2 separate regions of the Sus scrofa genome follow, and region 1 is linked to region 2. A link is a contact called in public HiChIP or PLAC-seq data. All regions are on one chromosome and are shown on one strand. Each heading gives the region's core, a stretch centred on a gene start, on an enhancer-like site or on the middle of the called end of the contact. The rest is flanking DNA. Distances are from core to core; before and after follow the strand shown.

The links. HiChIP or PLAC-seq counts read pairs in DNA pulled down with a chosen protein or histone mark.
Region 1: an H3K27ac HiChIP or PLAC-seq map of alveolar macrophages shows a contact between it and region 2. The contact joins the promoter of DBI here to the promoter of CCDC93 in region 2. A contact is called at or near these places in 1 of 5 promoter capture datasets (liver) and 2 of 2 datasets of contacts at active chromatin or transcription factors (alveolar macrophages and skeletal muscle).

The regions. Positions count from the first base shown.
Region 1 is chr15:24,894,142-24,897,516 of Sscrofa11.1, forward strand. DBI (diazepam binding inhibitor, acyl-CoA binding protein) reads left to right here and starts at 1,434. Exons shown (of 4, transcript NM_214119.1): 1 at 1,434-1,484; 2 at 2,525-2,642. The coding sequence starts at 1,476. It overlaps C15H2orf76 (UPF0538 protein C2orf76 homolog), which reads right to left and starts at 1,303. Exons shown (of 8, transcript XR_001301352.2): 1 at 1,209-1,303.
Region 2 is chr15:23,591,811-23,595,291 of Sscrofa11.1, forward strand. It overlaps CCDC93 (coiled-coil domain-containing protein 93), which reads right to left and starts at 1,936. Exons shown (of 24, transcript XM_001927273.5): 1 at 1,725-1,936. The coding sequence starts at 1,766.

The DNA.
Region 1 (3,375 bases), core at 184-2,683, 1.3 Mb after region 2:
TGTAAACCTACTGCTGTAAATTAACGGTGGGAGGCATGGGGGACTTGTAGCTCACTCCTCTTGTCACAAATTGGGAATTGAAGAGGAATGATTTTTTTTTTTTTTAAGATCCCCAGAGAATGAAAATCAATTTCCTTTCACCCAGCTCCTTTGTAACTTGCCAGTAAGTTCTCCCTTTAGTCTCTTAGGCATTACCCTCAAACTTTCCCATCACCTGTGCTGCTTCTTTCTCTCATGGAGAACACCAATCTCCATAAATTTCCAAAGCTGCCCGCTTCAGTCTCGTCTTCTATTCAAAAGCCTCCAACTTCCCATTTCACTCAGAATAAATAGCCAAAGGCCTACAAAGGCCACGTTCTGCACCATCTAGCCAGCCTGCCACATGATTAACTCTCCACTCTCATCTCCTATCTTACCTTCACTCTCTGCTCACACCTTTACACTAATTTTCTGCCTGGAATGCTCCCTCTTATCCTAGAAGGGCTTTCTCAAATGTTACTGTCCCTTAATCCTCCACACCCCCGCACCATGTAAAACTGCAAACTTTCAACTTTCTATCCCGTCTATTTAACTGATTTTATTAACATTATCGCCAGTGTAAGGTCTAGGAATACGGGGATTTTATCTGTTTTATTCACTGCTGAATCCCCAAGGTCTAGAACAGGAATGTTACCAGACAAAAGTTCAACAAGCACTTGAAAATGAAGGAAATATTTATTTACTTAACAAATATTTGCTAAGCACCTATTTTAGGCCAAGTCAAGTAAGATAGTGGCCCTGACTTTAATACATCAAATGCATTACTGCACACAAACAAAAGGGGACCGCAAATTACGGCCACCAGCACGTCACAGAACATGCCAAAAGTTCAAGAGGAAGAGGCCTCGGCTTCACCTTTCTGGGTACCAGTCCAGCTTGCCACTTCTCGCGCGATTCTCCAGGGACGGTCCCAGAGGGTTTCCTCCGGTCCCCAGAGAGAGGAGGGGCCCAGTTGCCCACCCCAATCCTGAGAGGTTGCTAGTCGAGCAGTGCAACTTCCGGCCTCTTCACAACGGGCACAAGACTTAATGAAACAAATTTAAAAGCCTCAGCTATTCGGCTTCCGCTCTCTGCTTTGCCGACCACTCCCCACAATGGCCAAAGACCGAAAGCCCGCTCTATACAGCTGGCCCTCACTACCCCACGCGCCCTACTTCCGCGGTCCCCACCTGCTCCCGGCGTCCCCTTAGGCTCCTCCCTGCTGCGCGTGCGCCAGAAAACATCCAAGGGTTCTGGCGAGGCTAGCTGCGCTCCGAGACTGGGCACGCCCCCAGCGTAGAGCTGGCTCCTGATTGGCTACCTCTCGCTCACCCGAGCGCAGTGGGGAAGGCCTGCGGCTGAGCTTCTAAAGGCGCTGCAGGTGGAGTCCTGTGCTGCCTGCTTCCGGCTCCTCACCGCCTCCGCGAGCTCCCTGGAATCCTTGCAGCCCTGCCGGCATGTCTCAGGTATAACGCGTGCCCCGCCTGGCTGCAAAGCTGTCGCGGGGCGGGAGGCTTAAGAGGGAGCATCCGCAGATATAACCTCTCAAGGTTTTTCCCTTCCGCGCTCTGCCCTTCTTCATGGACCCTTCCTTGCCCAGCCCTGACTCTTTGGACCAAGCCCTGAAAATGGAACTTAAAAGAGTTTTGGACTCCCAACGGCGCTACTCAGCCCACAACTGCTGGAAAGTTGCCCAAGAGAAGGACTTCGCAGTAAAGTAGGAACTGAGATCTGAGGCGAGGGTCCTAAATAGATGGGATCTAATGGGTTACGTGGATTGAAGAGTAAGGGAACCGAGTGCCCCATGCGGAAGGACATGTCAGGAATAAGGAAGCTAGGAGGCTATGGTTGAGAGCCTGGAGGTCAGGGCAATTAGGGGACGAGTGTCTAGCGATAGGCAAGGGGCGGGTCGCGGCCTAAGAAAGGGTGACCTAGAGGCCTTGCTTTCCTTTAACTGCGGATGTTTTTCTGGGAGCTAGCAGTGTGGGCGACCGCTGGCTTCTCTCCCCACTCTCCAGTCCGGGCACTGGGACAGAGGTCGGCGCTGGATGCCCTGCGCCCAGGGGAGGGAGCCATCGGGCTCGGGCCTCAGACACCGCGCGCGCTCAAGCCCATTTCCTTTCTCAGCTGTTTCAAACACGGAGTCCTCAAGTCAGGGCTATCGTGAGATTCCCCCTGTCTGGCCCGGTGGTGGCCAGGCAACTAGTTGGCCACTCTGCTTTTTCTGTGAAGCATATGCCCACTGCAGACGTCCTTAGCCTGCCCACTTCATCTTTGTTTCCAGCACCTGATACCTGGTACAGTGAGAGAGCCCAGTACTTAGTTGTCCTTCAAATGAGTGAACTGATGTGCTTTCCCTCCTGGTTTTTGCTGAACCTCTAGCTGCCCTGTTGAGATAAGGAAAGACTGCTTTTCCTCAGCTGCGCTGCAGGAGGAATGCTGCCTTTCCAACTCCTTTATCCCCATTACCGAGCTCTATTCAGACCTGACCTCTCTCTTGATTTAGGCGGAGTTTGAGAAAGCTGCTGAGGAAGTTAAGAACCTTAAGACCAAACCAGCAGATGATGAGATGCTGTTCATCTACAGCCACTACAAACAAGCGACCGTGGGTGACATAAATACAGGTATGCTGAGATGAGGTTGTAGGGCCCCTAGTCATCAAGGCAGGTTCAGCAGCTTTGGTTGGTGCTGAAACTCTTTAATCTGTGGGAACCTCACTCTCAAACCCACCCAAGGCCCTACTCTTCAGGCAGCCCCTGGGGTTTTAGCTGGGAAGGGTTTCCCACAGACCCTGGATGGGGTTCACAGATCCTGCAATGATCTTAGTTTCTGGGTAGTTCAGATAGCAGAATTCAAATCGTACTTTGGGAAGGACTTTACTGGTTATCACCAGGTATTCCCATCTACCTGGTGAAGCAAAAATCCCAGCTTGGAAGAAACTTGCTCCAAGTTCTCAGCTCAGTGGCAGTTTTGTTGAACCGTACCACGTCCACCCCAGACAGGCAGGATCAGAATCAGAGTGCCAGGCAGCCATGCCAAACCTGGAAACAGAGAAGCAGCTGGCTTCCTGGGACACATCAGAAGCATTTTTGCTGACAGTGGTTCCAGATGACTACTTGTTTCCTATCAAAAAATCTTGGTACTGGTTTTTGAGGCCTTGGTTTGGACCACCATGGTCTGTAAAACTGTCTTTTCTGCCTTCATTCTGCCCCTAAGTCCCTAAAACTGCTGCTGCCTGTGTGATTTTCAACACAGCAGCACAGTGCAATCTATGCAAGGACACAGAGGTGGTGGCCATAGTAGCATAGAAGGAGGTCACTCCCACCCTGTTCAGGAGAGTGAGCAGAGCTCCTAATT
Region 2 (3,481 bases), core at 686-3,185:
AATTACTGCATGGTACCACTAATAAGTGGAATATTAAAAAAAAGGAAAGAAAAGAAAAAGTCAAACTCATATAAATAGAGAATCTAACAGTGGTTTCCTGAGGCTGAGAGTGGACGACATAGGGAGAGGTCCCTTTTTACAAAAGGGTACAAACTTTCAGTTATAAGATAAATAAGGTCTGAGGATCTAGTGGTAACACTATATTGTATAACTGAAATCCACTGTGTAAAGCTTAATTCCCCCACCCCAAAAGGTCAGTATGTGAGGTGATGGATGTGTCAGTTCAGCGAGGGGAGTCTTTTTACAGTGTATATGTGAAATTATCATATTGTACATTTAAAATATCTACAATTTTATTTGTTAATTATACCTCAGAAAAGCTGAAAAATAAGTTGTAAAACAAGAAAGAAAAATTTAAATCAAATCACCTCAAAGTACAGATTCTATCCTTTACAATCTCTGGTCCCATCAAAGCAACGTGCATATCAGGTTTTACCTAATACAAGGGTTCTAACAAAATTACACTTACTAGGTTTTCCTAAGATAACAACAAAACAGATGTGCATTCTGAGAGCACCCACTGATAGATAAGCCTATCCTTCCAATCACTACCTCTCTAGCTTTTATGTACAGAACAGTGCTTCCTTAATTAGTGGGTACTAGTGACATTTAAGAACTGAGGATATGGGGAGGGGAGCAAAGAAACAAGATTGGCCACTGACTCTGAGAGACCCAGGCCATGCACCAAGTAAAGGAATCCACTCTCCTGGCCAAATGCCTGCCTCAGAACCTTAGCAGGAGGACAGAGGTGCCGTGTGCATTCCATTTCTTGCAAGAATCTAGTAAACTAGACTAGCTCTTGAGTAAATCCACTGGAATAGAAGACAGATGCAAACCACCGAGCTAAGTGACTTTTGCTGCCAAAAGGAAATGCACTTTTCCTGTCTTTCCAGCCAATGTACCTGTGAATCCAGAAACCAAGGATCATACTGTCCCTCAGGATCGAGTACTTAATAATAAACACATCTGGAAGGAAAAGCACCCGTTATCTTTTGGAGAAGCAGTGGCGTTTCCGCCTGGCCACTGAGCACCACCAGCGAGCTCGTGGCCACTCGGGACACCGCGGCACGTTGACCCGCCCGGCCAAAACCCAGTGCGCGCAAGGCTTCCAAACTTCCTCCTGCCGGCCGGGCCGGAGGTGGGGGCAAATACAGAGTGGCATTCTCCCCCGACACCAAGGCGGCGAGTGCTGGCCTCCGGGGCCCCGTGGGCCCCAGGAGGCTGCGGCGGGCGCCACAAGGTCACCGCCCTTTGCACAACCCGAGCCCGGACCGTCCCAGCGCGTGTCTCGTGACTCCTGGGCGCAGCAGACAGGGTTCTCAGCGGAAGCCGTGCGGCGCGGGTAAGGGGGGAGACTGCCCCGGAAAGGGGGAGAGGTGGGACCCCGGGCCCCGCGGCGCCTGGGGCTGAGTCGGGGCAGGTATTGGGCTGGGAAGGCTCCCTCCGTCCCAGGAGACCCGGCACCCGCAGAAGTTTGTCCCCGCCCACACTCACGCTTGGGGGACCTGCTCGGGCCCTAGCTGTGTGTGCCCCGGGCGGTGAACACACCTGAGGAGGGGGGCGGGGCGCCCTAAACGCAGCGGGAACCCCAAGAGCCTGCGGCCCCGCCAGCTCGGCCCACTTTCAAATACCCCGACGTGTCAGGGAAAGGGGAGGTTCCTTACCTCCGGAAGATCCTGGCCCTCCGGCCCCTTGGGCAACCCCATGATCCCGTCGGACCGCCGTGAGGCTGCAGCTAAGCCCACCGAGCGTCCAGAGGAAGCTGTCCTCGGCCCCAAAGCTGCTACCGGGGTGGAGTGCAAAGCGAGAACTTCCTCCGCCGCTACCGCCGCTGCCACCGCCGCCGGCCGGGAGCGCAGCAGCTCGGCGGAGCATGCGCACTGAGGGGGCTGGAGCAAGACGCGACTACGCCTGCGCCAGAGCTGCGGGCGAGGCCCGGGCCCAGGCGGGCTGGGGGAATGTTTTGCAGTGTGGCTCCCTGACGCGTTGTTCTGCGGAACCTTCGGGCCGGGGCTCTGTATTTTCCTCTGAGGTGCTTTGTGAAAGGACTACTTCTCTGTCTTGGGGAAATTTGGCATCCTGGCTCTCCTCTTTGCTTCTCACGGGCATCGGATGCTCCGAGTGGGTTCGGTCCTCTATGCTAGCCGGGCTTCAGCCCCCTTGCTGCCGGGTCAGTGTCCGAGCACTGATGAGCTTGCAGACGCAGACTGGTCCTGGTTTCACTCAGAGTAGGGTTGTCCCCTGATTAATGCTCATTTGGGCAAACTTCATATATGGACCAAGGAACCACGTCCCGGAAAATGGGTTCTTCACACTCGCTGCCTTCCCATTGTCCGAGCCAGAGCATCTTGTTCCCTGGTAAAACGTTGGGATAAATGACCTCCACCCTCACCTCCACCATCCCCAACTTCTGAGGGGAAGATCATCTCTGAGAATTTGGCAATGGTACTGACGTAATTTTAGCTACACCACTTGGGTGAAGCACCCCTTGTCTGCCCCAGGGAATGGCAGAAATGCAAGAATAGTGTCCCTGGTCACAAGCGCCTCGCACCTGCTCCATAATGGCTTCACCAGGCTTTTTTTTTTTTTTTTTTTTTTTTCCCCCCTCGTTGAAGAAAGAGGTGACGTGTGAAAACTTGCTGTAGAAAAGATCCTTCCCTGTGTGTGTGTGTGTGTGTGTGTGTGTGTGTGTGTAAGGTGGGAAGGGCAGAGCGGGAAGAGTCTATGAGCCCGTTGGGATCAAAGAAGTTTTTGTGTGCATGTGTGTGTGTATGTACCTTTCTGCATTCTTAGCAGCTTAAAAAGTTGGTACTCAGTTAATGCTTGTTCTTGAAAAAATGATTTGTGCCTTTTGTACCCTTCCTGGAGTTTATCCTGACAGAACAGAAATTTCTCTTGAACCAGAGTATAACAAGTGGTTGGAAGAGAATGACCATTTCCTTTTAAAATATAGTTAGTAAATATTGCTAATGAAACTGTGTGCCAACCCCCAGTCCCCAACAATTTGATGAATTTGAATATGCTAATTAAGGTATTATGAGAACTCATTTGCCTGTGTTGTGTGACATTTTGTTCTCAGACACTGTGAAGCCAGTGAAACTCAGGTGCTCTCTAATGAGCCCATTCTCATAACTTCCCAAATGTGTTATTTTTGTAATCTTAAAATTGTCCTTTCAGAGTTCCCTGGTGGCTCAGTGGGTTAAGGACCCGGTCTCTAGGGTCACTGCTATGGTGCAAGTTCAATCCCTGGCCTGGGAACTTCTGCCTGCTGCCAGGGGAAAAAAAAAAATCCTGTCTTTCCCTGAGATGGTATAGGATGAAGGGGACTAAAGGAGGATCATTTGTAGCCACTGTTGAATGACCAGACAGGTATCAATGCCTAGGGACAAGTAGCACGCTCCCAGGTAGCAGCAAATAGAGC